3 separate regions of the Drosophila melanogaster genome follow, and regions 1 and 2 are each linked to region 3. The links are chromatin contacts, called in public Hi-C and targeted proximity ligation maps. All regions are on one chromosome and are shown on one strand. The core of a region is the stretch at or near the end of the contact, and the rest is flanking DNA. Distances in the headings are between cores, read along the strand shown.

The links. A called contact is a pair of places that touch in the nucleus more often than the background predicts.
Region 1: a contact with region 3 is called in a Hi-C map of the Kc167 cell line, with 1.9 times the contacts expected there. A contact is called at or near these places in 1 of 107 Hi-C or Micro-C datasets (the Kc167 cell line) and 1 of 7 datasets of targeted methods (the Kc167 cell line).
Region 2: a targeted proximity ligation map of the Kc167 cell line shows a contact between it and region 3, with 4 times the contacts expected there. A contact is called at or near these places in 1 of 107 Hi-C or Micro-C datasets (the OSC cell line) and 2 of 7 datasets of targeted methods (both in the Kc167 cell line).

The regions. Positions count from the first base shown.
Region 1 is chr2L:22,979,660-22,984,399 of dm6, reverse strand. It overlaps cta (concertina), which reads right to left and starts at 2,584. Exons shown (of 6, transcript NM_001273767.1): 1 at 1,807-2,584. The coding sequence starts at 2,202.
Region 2 is chr2L:22,922,267-22,926,997 of dm6, reverse strand. lt (light) reads right to left here and starts at 2,203. Exons shown (of 12, transcript NM_001042950.3): 1 at 2,073-2,203; 2 at 1,891-2,016; 3 at 1,668-1,838; 4 at 1,500-1,617; 5 at 1,079-1,432. The coding sequence starts at 2,102.
Region 3 is chr2L:22,576,968-22,581,972 of dm6, reverse strand. It overlaps Slmap (Sarcolemma associated protein), which reads right to left and starts at 2,901. Exons shown (of 4, transcript NM_001042934.2): 1 at 2,721-2,901; 2 at 840-2,152. The coding sequence starts at 2,132.

The DNA of each region.
Region 1 (4,740 bases), core at 1,335-3,834, 400 kb before region 3:
CGAATTATCGGTCTAAAACCTTGTTCGTTTCCGAGAAAAATCGACTAACACGTCAAAGTAGAAAATTAGACCTGGTTGGGGCCGGTGAAGAAATTCCATGAAATATCTTCAATTGTTTTTTCAAAAACAAGACATTTAAAAACATTCCCTGACTCACCCAAAGTAAACTCCTTACCCTTTCTGTGAACAAGAAACTATTACCCTTGAACAAGTCATTGAAAAAAACTCTGCATGCTTATAAAAAACAAAATGTTGTTCTTGAATGGAGATTTATTTTAAAAAATGCCTATAACAATTAAGTCCGTTTTGCAAAAGTATTTGATAGACTGTGCCTGGCAAAAATTTTGTAATGTGGACCATTATAATGTTTTTTAAATGATGATGCAGCGCGGGCCGGGCTTTATTTCAAGGCCCGCGGGCCTTTGCCAAAAAAATTGGGTTCGGGCCTCAAATTCGTCTTTCGTGCCCTAAGAAAAAAGCCCGCAGGCAGAACCGAAAGTTAAACTTGTTTGTCACAATCTAACAGGCGAGAACATCCTCAATAACGTTAAGGAAATTATGGAAGAATACAGTTTGGATTCTAATATCGATAAATCTATTTTGTTTGTGATCGGAGAAAGTATTAAAGATGTGCGCCAGTGAAATGCTCGATTCTGAAACCATAATTCAGCTGAAAAATAATACGTTAAATTCTTTACATAAAAGATGTGCACCATAAACGGCACATTATGTTGGACTCTTCTTAAATTCTCCCGTTAAGGAAATGTGTTGCTTATCGCCAAAAGTTAAGGAGAATGTAATTGTAACTGTCAAAGCAATGCTTTCAGAAATGCAAAGTGATGAGGAGTTTTATAGGATTAAGAACTGCAAGCCCAGATAAAAAGGGGTTAGGACTGTTTGCAGAATTTCAGGATTAAAAATTTTTCAAAAAAACTTAGTTACAACTAAATTCTTATGATATTGAAATAGAAAAATATTTAAATGGCTGTGCAGCTACTTCAGACCAAAATGTGTTAGAATTTTGGAAATGTAGTGAACTCAAGTTATTGAATTGCCATTCCGGCAAGCTCAGCGAATAGCAAAAGATTATTTTCTACCTCTGGAATTGTATTAAATGAGCGATGTACACGTTTAAAATGTTCTAATTTAAAAAAAAAAATATTTTTAAATAAAAACTTGTCATAAATTATGTTTAAAACACCAAAACTGTACTAAATATTAAGTTTTTTGCAATCAACTTTGTTTACAAAATATAAGAAATATAAATATAAGAAAACCGACATACTTTAAATTAAAAAAAATTGCATTGTTTTTATTTTTTAATTTGTTCGTGTTTAGCTTGGGCAGGGCCCCGGGCTTTTTTTGGGACTAGGTTTCGTGCTCGAGACGGGACGGGCCTCAAGAAGTAGGAAGTCTTCCATTACCTAAGTAGCGTGTATCTTATACTTGCGGAGCTCACAACTATAGGATTTCTCTTGTTTTTATATTTTTCGGTTACAAATATATAGCGCTTGTTGTATGTATGTATGTATGTATGTACATATATACTACTCGACCGACTTGCCTAGTCCTGTTAATTAAGAACACATACGTATAATTCTAGAATTGTTAGCAAAAAAACGTAACTTTTTAAATTAAATATATGCTTATAACATTGTACAGAAATTACATTTTAAACACATTATAATTTTTCCGCCATTGTACATAGACTTTAATTTGTCGAATATCTCCTTTACTTCGTTGTTAACATTTAAATAAAATAACCAACAGCAAGGGTTAGAAATCGATATCCCTAAATCACCTTACCTGACGTCGAAAGGTGTGTTTTTCTTTTTCCAGGAACTTATCAATCTCTTTGGACTTGTAGCGCTGCTCCAGTTCCTCAGGGGTACTACGCAGCCTTACTAGATATGTGATAATATTTCCGCAACATCGAAAGCAAGCAAAGCGCGAGGTCTGAAGCCGACTGCCCTGAAGTCGCAGTCGCTCTGCTCCATTCGATATTAGGCCGTCTGTAGACGTGGTCGCTGCTTCTGGTCCAGTTACCGCTCCCACCCGCGTGCGATGCTCTTCCATAAGATGAGTCAGAGTACCACTAAGCGTGTCACTATCTATGTTGTTTTCGACGCCGTTCGTGATGACATTGTTGTTTGGAATGGAAATTCGTTCTTGAGTTAATTTGGTCAATGTAATGCCAGACATCGCTGGCAAGCCAACGCCTGATGCTCGCACTTTCTATATACACACACGAACACCAATACGTCAAACACTCCCCACACTAACAGCAGATGCTCATCGTCTTGCTTTCGCTTTAATTTATAAACAAACACTTTTTGAATTCTGCATATTCTAATTGTAGGCCTCATATTAGATTAAAAGGCGATGTTGCCATCTGAAAGCCATAACCATTATTTCTACATGGCATCAGACTTAAACGCAACACAAATTCCGGAATAAAGTTCACACCAATAAGACACTGAACGTGATCGTTATTAGGTTATGACACTCTCAGCCATTACATTTACGTTTCTTTAGGAATATAATTGTAATTATATATGGAGCAAACAACAGCGGTGATAATAATTTTTGCCTGTATATAAAACATAAACATTCGTGTCAACTTTGTTATACCATGTTCCCACAGATCAGTTTTTCGGTGAAATTGGTTCCATATGTGAACCAATTTGACAATATTATAAGCAACAGGTCCAGCTCTTTAGTGTAAAGAATTATTAAAAACAAATTATTATATCGGGTTTACCAGGAATGTAATTTATAATTTAATTTTAAATTTTAAAGCATATAAGATAAAAAGAAAATGAGAAGAAAATATTATTCTTTAATTGGGAACAAAACAAATCAGTTACAATAACATTAATAAAAAAATTGGTTGTAGAATATTTCTTTAAAATTAAAACTTTATTTTAATGAAGTGACTTTTGGAGAGGGCACGTTCCCTTATAGGATGACCTGTATGGGATGAAAATTAAAAAAAAAAAAACATTTTTAACTTTTGCTATGGATACAGTAGCATTGATTGGTTTAATTCGCATTCTGTTTTATTTCGATATTAGGTTGATCCAATACACTAAAGCTAGGTAAGATTCAAAAAATATTTTTATATCTTAATCTTAATATCATGGCCATTAGCTTACATAGAGAAATAAATAAATAAATATTTATTCCGTTTTGCGTGCTCGCCACCTGTGTTTAAGATTTTTGGAATTCGTTTAGATTCTTTGTAAGGCTGTCAACTAATTAAAGCTAAGCTTAATATTGTTTAAGAGAGCTGGGCAGAAGGCTTTATTTCGGAAGCGGTGATCAGACTTGATGACAGCGTACTGTACTTTGCATCCGTCTTATAGCCCGGGGTGCAGCATGGCCGCCCTGGACGGCGGAACTACCAGGGTTCGAATAAACAATGTCACATCGAATTCAAACATTTTACACAATGTAATTCCGCAAGGTTCGCCAATTTCTGCGGTTTTATTTATGATTGCAATTGAAGAAATAAATAACATTGTAACTCGGCAAAAATATATTTACATCTCACTTTACAAAAATAAAAAATATTCATACAGTCAGCACAAAATTTTTAGAAATATTGCACGAAAATACCTCTCTGCCATTGAAAAATGCCAACTATTATAATTTGACGGAAAAAACGTTGTAATCTCTCCGCACAATAAATGATGTAAACTTTTTAAAAAATTTGGGGATGACCTTCGACTGCAAACTACTTTTCAAACAGCACTGTCAGATTCAAAGAAAACAACTGGAAACTAGATTTCACATTATTAAATTTCTATCATCTAAATATTCGTACATATAACTAAGACTCTCATAGATATTACGATTACGCACGCATTAATGCTATTTAAAATTGACTACCGTCTTCCAATCTGCGGCAGGCTAAGTGTTGGCGACAATACAAGGACAAAAGCAGGCTAAGTGTTGGCGACAAAAACAAGGGCAAAGGCAATGCTGTTGAGATTGGAGTGTGAAATTTGCTTATCAAATGGGCAGAGTTTATATTATGGGTTGGATAACTTGGCGGAATTCCGCGTAGAAGAAACTACATTGATGCTAATCTCGAAGCTGTACACCACGTCCAACTGCCTGCTAACCCATGACTTCGGAGCCATTTTCAAGCAAAAGCTGAATTTTTAATGCATATCCACTCTAACACGTTGCGCTGACTACATCAAGCAACTTGACCTCACCCTGCCTATGCACATTGGGGTTTCAAACAGCCTTCAGATCTACAAAGCTGAAAAAAAAGAAAGAAAAAGAAAAACTGAATTAATACCAATGGTTCTAAAGTCAACGACTCAACCACTTTTGTGGTCACCTTACTCTGGGTTCCCAATCATCAAGGAATCCACGGACTCGCTGACAACTGACAAACTCGCTGACAAAGCCGCCCAAGAGATGAGACTTACACCATCAGCCCTTTTGACTCTGCTTAGCTGCAAGGATATCCAAAGCTATACCTCAAAGAAAAGAGAACTCTCCGAATGGGCACTCTTAATGCACAGTTACCAGATTATTAAGCCAAATTGGATCATGTTCAAGCCACTACCGAACGTACAAGTTATTGCCCTACAGTTTGAGCAAAGACACTAGAATAACAAGATGCGTAACGGCCATACATTGGTTTGGCACTATGCAGCCACTTTTTTGGTGACGGCCAAAATTGCTCTCTTTCCGCTCGCTCACGCTGAGAACGTAAGAAATCTA
Region 2 (4,731 bases), core at 954-3,453, 350 kb before region 3:
ATCGGTATACCAAAAACACTTTGGCCACGCCCCTCCTTACACCTGCAAAACGGTCAACAGAACACTTAGTAACGGCAAATACATTAGAATAACAAGATGCGTAACGGCCACTCATTGATTTTGTCCTATGCCGGCAATTTTTTGGGGACTTTAGAAAAAATAACTGAGAGCCTAATAAATCTAAATATAAATATAATATTTGCTTGCTTTTGTGAGTAAAAACAATAAACGAAAACGTGTATATGTGTGCCTACTTGGGCTAGAAGACGATTTTCAAACTGAAATCAATTTTGATATAAGAATCGAATTTACATATTTGAAGTTTTGGTCAATTTCGTTGCAAAATTTCAACAGGTTACTGTGAGCAATACCTTTTACAGCATTAACATTAAGTTAATCAATATTTCAACTTATAAATAAAATTAAGTTCCGATCCGGAATTGTTATTATTACTTTTGTAATTTAAAACAATAATTTTCAAAAAAAGGAAATACATATTTAAAAATATATTTTATAAAAATAATACAAACATACATAGTTAAAAGTTAATATTTATAAAATAAATACAAATATGCTACCTGTTTAATGCAAAGTTGAATTCTTGAGGCACGACGTGCGGTTATAAGCACCTAATAACCAATGTCTACTCTAATTTTTAACACGTCGCAAGCTGAATACTTGAATGATAAATATTCTAATATAGTCATACTTGAAATTTATTTTGTTATTTATTATTTCTAAGTGTTATTCAAATAATAATATCATTGCCTTAAGCAATGCAAAACATGAATATTTTATATGGTACCAATTAATCATATATAATATAGATTTAAAGTCTAAGAACTTGTAAAGTGAAGGGCACATTTTGTCAAATTTACAATGAATAAGCATACGTGTGCATACAAGCTGTCTCTGTATACGTAGAAAAGAGCTGATGGCAGTAGAGCTCTCCACTCTCACGCTCTTGAACAAAAACTAGTAATAATAAAACTCAATAATAATAGCGTTACGCATCTTGTTATTCTAATGTCTTTGGTTACGGTAAATCACTGTTGATTTTTTAATAAACTTTACATACTTGGATCCACAATGTAGACAGGCAGATTGCCAGTTGAAGCTTCGATTGAATTTCTCTTTCGAATTACGCAAACTCGAATAGTGTCTACCCAGCCAATTAATAATGTATGCTTGTTGGACCAACGAAGGTGGCATCGAAAATTTTCTAATCGCTCCTGAGGAGGAACCTCCCACTTTATTAATCCAAGTGAGCATCTTTCGTTTAAATCGTAGACTCGAACTCCTATGTGACTTGCCCAGGCAATAAAGTTGCCATGCCAGCAGATTGACAAAACACTGCCTTCGACTGAGCACAGTTCAACTGGTTTAAGCTTCTTTAGCAAGTTTCGCTCGTACAAGATAAGTTTGTCGTCGCCTGCAAAAGAATAATAAAAAGAATAATTGCTCTCGATAAATTAACAGAAAATATTCATATTACTCACCCACTACAAATCTTTTAATGTGAGCTTTGGAATCGGGCTCCAGTGATACGACCTTTATAAATTTGCCAAAGCTGAGACTGTGATTGTTATCAGAGCTAAACAATCCCGTTATGTTAACCTAGGCAAAGAGAATTAAGTTTTATATTGCTATCAAGCTCAGATACTCACTTTTCCGTCGTCGGAGCATGTGGCCACATACTCGCCCTTATGATCTACATCTATATTGTTTACTGCCACTTGGTGAGTGTGACGTTCGCTAGCGCTAAGATTTGAGTAGACTGAGTTTCCTTGATGGTCAAATATACAAACACGTCCTCGGAAAGTTCCAAATATAAGAAACTAAATATGTACGTTTTTTAAAATACTTATATAATATGTGGTTGGCTCACACCTTTAAGTGTACAGCGCTACAAGTGATGACATCAGCGTTGAGCATGTATTTTAAATCATTTGCGAGACGGTGATACTTAAATTTGGGCTCCACATCTTCCTCATTTATGCTATCGGCCCAAGAGTCCTGGAATGAACAAAAGTTTAATAACATGCGTTTAGCAAAGCATCCACAAATCATACACAACTGATGAGCGGCAACGCTTTAGCCATTTAAAGCAAACGGAAATTTCTGATTTTCAAACAACGAAAATACACAAGCTGATGTATTATTTTATTATTTACATTTACTAATAGCGCCATAGACAATAATAATTACTATAAAACGGTCTTATTATTCGATGTTATAGCTGTGTCCCACTAATATATATACAGTTTGTCAAGAAACTGTTTACAAGCTGAGAAATAAGTTGAATTTTTGACTTTAAAGGTAAAAAATTAAGGGTTCTGTGCTTAAATAAACGAAATTTTTTTATTCAATATAATAACAAACCTCCCAAAACTGCCACGCCCAAACCTATTGAAAATTTTATGACATTTTTTCATATATTTTTAGTATTGTAAATTTCTATCGATTTGTCGAAAATCTTGTGTCACTTCCACACTTTTGAACAATTTCTAATTTTGTTTTAAGTTTTCGTATTTTTTCCAACTTTCTACCGATATTAAAAAAAATATTGAAAAATTTAAATAAAGGTATGTTATATATTAATGTTTATAATAAAGTAAGTAATTTGGTCTACTTTCAGCTTTCATCAAAAGTTTTAGATAGGCAGCAATGCCGTTATCGACAATTTGCTTACACTTAAATACTTAAATAAATTCTTTATAGTGTATTTTGTGGGTACACATTTTTTATAAGCATACTTGTCAACAGATATCGAGCTGAAGGCTTGCAAAGACATCAATTGATTCAGAAATTCTAAGTCCTCTTCATGTTTAGCTAATAAGCACGGACGAAGATTTATTAACGGTTCCTCACTAATATGGTTCCAGAGGCTAGGAGCAAAACATCCTTACCAAGATCCTGTGCAAGAAGAGCAGCACACGTTCCAGGCAATGCAGGTGGTTCTTCGGCATAATGCGAGTAAGAGGCAAGCTTCAGTCTGTGATCTTTTATGTTTTGAAGGCGAGACTGAGTTTTCCTGATGAAGCAGGGTGTGGTGCTTAGATCCGCACACACGGCAATTGCTGGAGTTGCACTGCCTTACTTGATGCCCAGTCTTAAACAAAGAGCATGTCTATTTGCTTCTTCCAATCGACATGATGGGTTCAGGTTCTTAAAGCTTTGGCAGTAATAAATTGTTGAGAACGATAAAACTCTGGGTCCGCGAGCCTAAGGTTTTGGGGTATGTTCCAGTTGCTAATGTCAATATTCAAGGACGGCTGACTTTTAATTATATCGGATGCAATACCAGCAGTGATGTTGGTCGAGTATTATAGACGTTTAAGATCGTATTGGAATGTTTACTGACAAACCATCTGTCTGAAAAATCGCCTATTACGGTAAAACAAGCTGCCGATTTTGACTTCCTGAGTTGAAGCTTATTTGCGAATTGAGTTGTTTTAATGTGCAGTTGAGCAGAGCACGTCAAGGAGCTAAGAGGCTAAGGAGCTGCAGAGGATTCAGTGCAGAGGATGCGAGTGAGAAGTAAGCGTTTCTCAGGTGATCTTTTATGACGGGAAGGCGAGGCCAAGTTTTCTAGGTGAAGCAGGCTGTGGTGCATAGATGCGCGCGGCAAATGCCGGAGTTGCACTCCCTCAGTTGATGCCCAGACTTGAGGCAATTCAAATAAAGAGCCAGTTCCTTCGCTTCTTAAACCCGACTTTCTGGGTTCAGGTTCGTAAACCTCTGGCAGTAATAAATTGAACTGGGCACCAGAAGCACTGCAGAAGACACATTTCGCAGGGCTGAGGCTTGAGTCAAGAAGGGTAAACTTACGCAAACCAGATATTCTGTTACATTCCAAATGATTGTCTAGTGCTTAACTTGCCATGGCGAACACCATGTTCTCCAGCGTCCTGCATCGCTGCACCACAAACGATGTCATGGATTCCCACGTCGTAATTGCATTTTTGAACAATGGGTCTTCCAAATGCTCCACCCATTTCGCATGAATCTCCGCACCCAGCTTTTGGATAAGTACATGGGCGCACTTCCAGCAATTTGTTCCGTTGACCCCATTCCATTTAGCGCACGGATATGAGCGCTAAAATTATCCGACAGTTCATAAATCATCGAAAGAGAATCAACCATAATCTCAGTAATGTGTGCCTGGAATACTAAACGACGATTAGCAAATCTGTTTTGTAACAAATCCAATGCTATAGCATAGTTGCAATCCGATATGCGGTAATGTATCCAGAATTTTTAGCAGCCATGGCAACAGCAACAACAACGAAACGGCGGAAACAGCGACACGAAATTCAGTTCAAGCGGGAAGATGAGCGCAAAGAAGAATTAGCGGCAGCTTCCGTTATTTGGTTATGTACTTGCACTTACGTATTGCAACGGAGCTATTTTCAATGTTCCCTGCCTTTAATTTGTCTGATTATTGCAGACAGAAATTGTTGCTCAACATCGCACTCAGCAATAATAGCGAATTAATTTATGTCTTAAAGCTTTAAATAGCTTTGGAAGACTTGCACTATTTATAGTATATGCGCAAATCACGTCACGAGAAAGAGCTCGCGAGAGAGGAGTTTAGATAAGGAAGATAATGGCACAGCTGAGGTGCCGCTAAATTGTGTCGCAAAAGTCGGCATCAAATATAAAAAAAAAACATATTAGAAATTGCTGACCCAACATACTCCCCCCGTTGGAAGAGTGGCTTTCAATAGA
Region 3 (5,005 bases), core at 1,652-4,151:
GTGGGAAACAGCTTTTGGTATCAAATAGGAGTCCCTTATTTTGTACAAAAATAATAGCAATGATCTGTTCGTATCAAATGTGAGGATTGGGTCAGCAAAGCACAATTTGTTTAAGGATTTATTTTTTCTGTTATATAAAAACTGAGAAAAAAAGAGAAAATATACTTTAACCTAAAAATTAGAAACAAATAAAAAGTAACGTTTACAAAATATGTATAACAAATTACTCCACTGGCACCAATCGGTGGCACCAAAATACCATTTGCTCACAATTAAAATACAATACACCTTATACAAATGATTATAATTAATGCGTATTCAAATAATAAAAATGAAGGAATCAATGAATGAATAACAAAATGAAACTCTAAAGCCATTATATACTGCTTTGTTTTAAAGGCACAACCACTAGATATAATTTGATGGGACCGAATTAAATTGCTTAGATTCAGATTTGCTTAATTTTTGTGCATTAAACATTTTGATTATGTTTGTAGTTAAGACAATTCATTATAAGATTTGGTTCAATTTATTTTATCTTGTCCGGTTTGGGAAACAGATTTATTAAAAATTTGCATATTGAAATCTTTAAATTAAAAGGAAAACACAAGTGTGCAAAAATGGTTTTTTAGAGATTCCGTTATACAGGCTAACGGAAAGGTGTGTACGTATTTATGAACAAACTTTTTTAATTGTTCGTGTGAAAGGTTTTTGAGGTTTTGCTTAGTTTCATGCTTAATACCAGTATTCTTGCTTTCATAGTTGTCCAGGATCACAGGATAAAATTGTAAAAAATAAACAAAGGCTTAATTTTTTAATCGGTCGCTAATGGGACTTACCTCGTTTCGCAGTGCATTCTCTGGAATGTTCTTTTCCATCATTTGCAGTTTCTTTTCCAGAATATTTATCTTGTGAAGCAATTGGTCTTCAGTGATCATGCTTTGCCAACACATCGCAGAGTTCTTTCTGGTGTTATCAAGGACGCCTTGCAAGCTGCTTAATTTAGCTTTCAGAGATTTTTCCCTTTGTGCAGCCTCTTGGAGGAACGAGCTTAGGCGCTGCACTTCATCAAAGCTGATTCGGTTAGGCACAGTCAACATCATCTGCTCTGCCTCAACTGAAATGGCCTCTTGTCCATTGGGTAGAAAGAGGGCGACACGGGCCAGGATACACCCGTGTACCTCCTGACGTGAATTCTCAATTACCTCAACGCCGAACTTCACAATATCGCCATAATGTAGTTCCGCTGGATCACTACCCAACTTGTTGTCGTTAATAAAGGTACCGTTGCTGGATTTTGTGTCTTTGACCCAGAATTTACCGTCTGGAGTGTACCACAAAATCGCATGGTTTCTTGACAATACTTTACAGTCAAATATAGCGTTCCCCTCACCCGCCTTACTTTTAGCTATAAGGCGGCCCACCTTGCAATCCTGGTTGGGCTGCAGCAATATAGATCTCGTTTCAAACTTGTGCGACTTTGGTTCACATAGGAGTACGATTTTTGCTGCACCCTTACATGGCGTTGGGGCAGACTCCAATCCTATGTCTAGATCTACGCCAGAAGTTGGGGGCACTGAAGAGACTTGTAAAGTGCCGCATTCCGATGCCACCTCCCTTTGTAAAGCACTATTGTTTAGTACTCCTAGTGGGCTAAACAGACTGCAGGCAGTAGTTACTCGAACTCCAACCCCGGTGTTATTTGCATTCAGCACAGAGTTCATGGCCATATTCATAGCATGCTGGGAAACTTCAGCCGGACGTCGGTCAATACATACTGTGTTGGAATCACAAAGTTCCATATTATTATTTTCCTGGTTCTTCGTGGACGCCTCGTTGTTACTATCAGCCATATCTTCTTTTATGTCCATTATATGAAAGAAATTGTCCTGCTCCAAATTTTTTTCAGTTTCCATGTTTAAAGCGTATTGCGCCTCCTCTGGCTTCACAGCAGGTTCTTCCCCGGATGGATATCTGGTCGTCTGAGGTAATTCCGTGGCCGTGTCGGTTGTGCCAGTTCTGTTTAATGCCGTTGATCCGACTGCTCCTGATGCTGGCGTCGGCGATAATGAACTTGACGTCTGGTCTTCATCAACATTATTTTTTAACCACTCATTGCACACCAAGACCATTACTTTACATCCAAACAAACCTTTGGGGATACGAGAACAAAAGCGGATTAACAAGTTAGTAATTAGTAATACACGAGTGGCTGCTGTTTGACAAATCCGACTAGCCGAAACATTGACAATGAATCCAAATTTTAAAGGCCTGCTTTAATTTAATGTAACTATAAAATTTGTCTTTTCCCGATGAAAATTTGAAAAGGTTTCCGACCACATAAGATATACACACATATGTAAATGCATACATACATACATACATACATACAGAATGAATTTGCATTTGATACAAAAATATGTACGTTCAATAGCAATGTTTTCAAGAATTATTGTAAACAAAAAACTATGCCATTAGTTGGTCATTCTTATGAATTAAGCAATTTTCGAGTTAAGGATGTGCCGATTAATTACGACAACTTAAACCAGGCATTAAAAATGTTTGGAACGGTTGGAAATTGTTTACTTTTTTGATTTAAAAATAAATTATATGGTACGGGGAGGACCGCTTAAGTTCAAGAACATTAAATTCGCAATAATATAAATGTTTGATATTGCGCAACGTTTTTACCTTTATTTTACAATGCACGCTTGGCTTACCTTGGAATTTTGTAATTTTCCTGTATTAATTGTTGCAACCTTCTACCCGTGTTTTTTAGTTTTCTTTAACTTTGAACAATTGTTGTACAAAAACACCTGGTTTCGCGGTAAATTTGTGTGCATACTTAAAATATTTCCGTCAAAATAGCGACAATCAACTGGTGATGAACACGGAACGATGAAAAAAGCGCTAAGCATTATTGTATATAATAATATACAATATACCAGTTTATATACCATATACCAGTTTCTATGTTGACATGCAACGATAGAACCATTCCATTCTGCAATTTCATTTCCAATAAATACAAACAATAATTTTCTAAAATTTTTATAAGAAATAAGATTTAAGAATTTTAAAATGTTTTAGAGCAATGTCGTATGCTAGAAAGGTTAAGAGTATGTTTGTAGTCGGCATACAAATGTTCTGCAATTACATTTCCAATAAAAAGAAACAAATAATTTTCTAAAATTGTTATAATAAGAAAGGAGATTTCGGAATTTTAAAATGTTTTAGAGCAATGTCGTATGCTAGAAAGGTTAAGGGTATGTTTGTAGTCGGCATAAAAATGTGTTTCCGAACCTTAAAGTATAGTGTACTCCTGATCATAAACACTATTCGATCAGGTCCGGTCTGTCTGACTGAAGGCTGTGATCTCGCAAACTACAAAATAGAGCTGGAAGAAACATCGGAGATAGCGCTACATAGATATTTAAAAAAAAATCGGAAACATCGAAATTTTCGGACATCGATGTTAGATTTTTCTGTTTTACCCATCACCATTTGCAGGGAAAGATCTTGCTAAGCTAATCGGCTAATGGCAAGACAGACAAATGTATTAAGTGGGGCAAGACACCAAACAAGTGCGAATAATACTAACTTGTCTTGCCACGTAATGAGGATACATATTAATTTAACAGTCAGTGAATTGCCACAAAGGCAACAGCAGTCAATTCTGTCATTTATTGACAAAATAATGAAACGTTGACGAATCGAAAACAAGTGCTCTACGCTACTACATTGGCTCAGACTTGCGCGGATTCGGATTTCGACGAAACAACTTATTTTTCTGAAAACATTGCAAACTTAATCCGCACAGTAATTGATGAACGCCCATATAGTTTGAAACAATAGAAATAGGTTATAGAAAATAAAATATATATGTATAGAAAATCCAGTTGGAATGGCGCGTTTTACCTGCTGAAACGATTTTTGATTACAAAGGTTGCTATCGCAACTGTTCTACTGAACCAAAGTCTCTAGAATAATAAAGAATTATTGTAGTGTCTTTGACTGAACACTCTCAAAGGGTTGGTTATTGCCGTAAATATCGAATAAAATATTCATTTTCGAGGATTTGAAGGCAATACTTTAACCTTTAGAGCATGCAACGGTTAAAGTTTACAAATTGTTCAAAATTGTGGGCGTGACCGGGTTGACGGCTTTTGGTCGTTAGAGTAGGCGTGTAAAAAGTTTTTGGCATATCGATATAAATTTTAGCGACTAATAGAATTATGAAAAAAATATCGAAAAAAGGTTTAAAAATGTGTGTTTTGCGCGGCATTTTTGGGAGGTTTTAGGGCGTTAGAGTGGGGCTGGCAGGTTTGTGTGCGTGGCAACATGGGTCAACCAACTTGCGCTGCGTCTTTTTCTGTGTTCTAGCTTTTTAAAATTCCTGGGATCTCGACGTTCATACGGAGAGAGGCCAGATAGACTCGGCTATTGATCCTGATCTAGAATATTTACACTTTATATGGTCGGAAACGCTTCCTTCTGCCTGACATACTTTTCAACGAATCTAGTATAACCTTTTACTTTATGAGTAACGGGTATAATGAGTGCATATCTTAATTATAGTTTGCAGCTTTATCGATGTTTGTTTTATTTTCTTTTAAATTGAATTCATTTTTCATTATAATTTTTGTGTTTGACGAGAAAGTAGTTTTAAGTTTCATTTTGATTTTCAGGCAATAAAAACACCAAAGTATGAATTTTAAATTTATAAAGAACTTTTACCCATTTTGATTTAGTTTTGGTATTCATTTTTAATATGATAATGACTAAAATACATTAAAAAACACCCTTAAAAATTTCGATGTATTGATACATCGATGGAGGTAAACATCAATGTTTTTCCAGCTCTACAAGACAGCTAAAATACGGGATTATCGATACTGTCGCCGTTCGAGTGGATTTGCCTTCAACGGCTACTCTCCTTGGATCCCGAAGGAAAGGAAAGACTCTTCCTGGCAGTAGTAGTGTGGCGCCCAGACTGAAGCCCGGT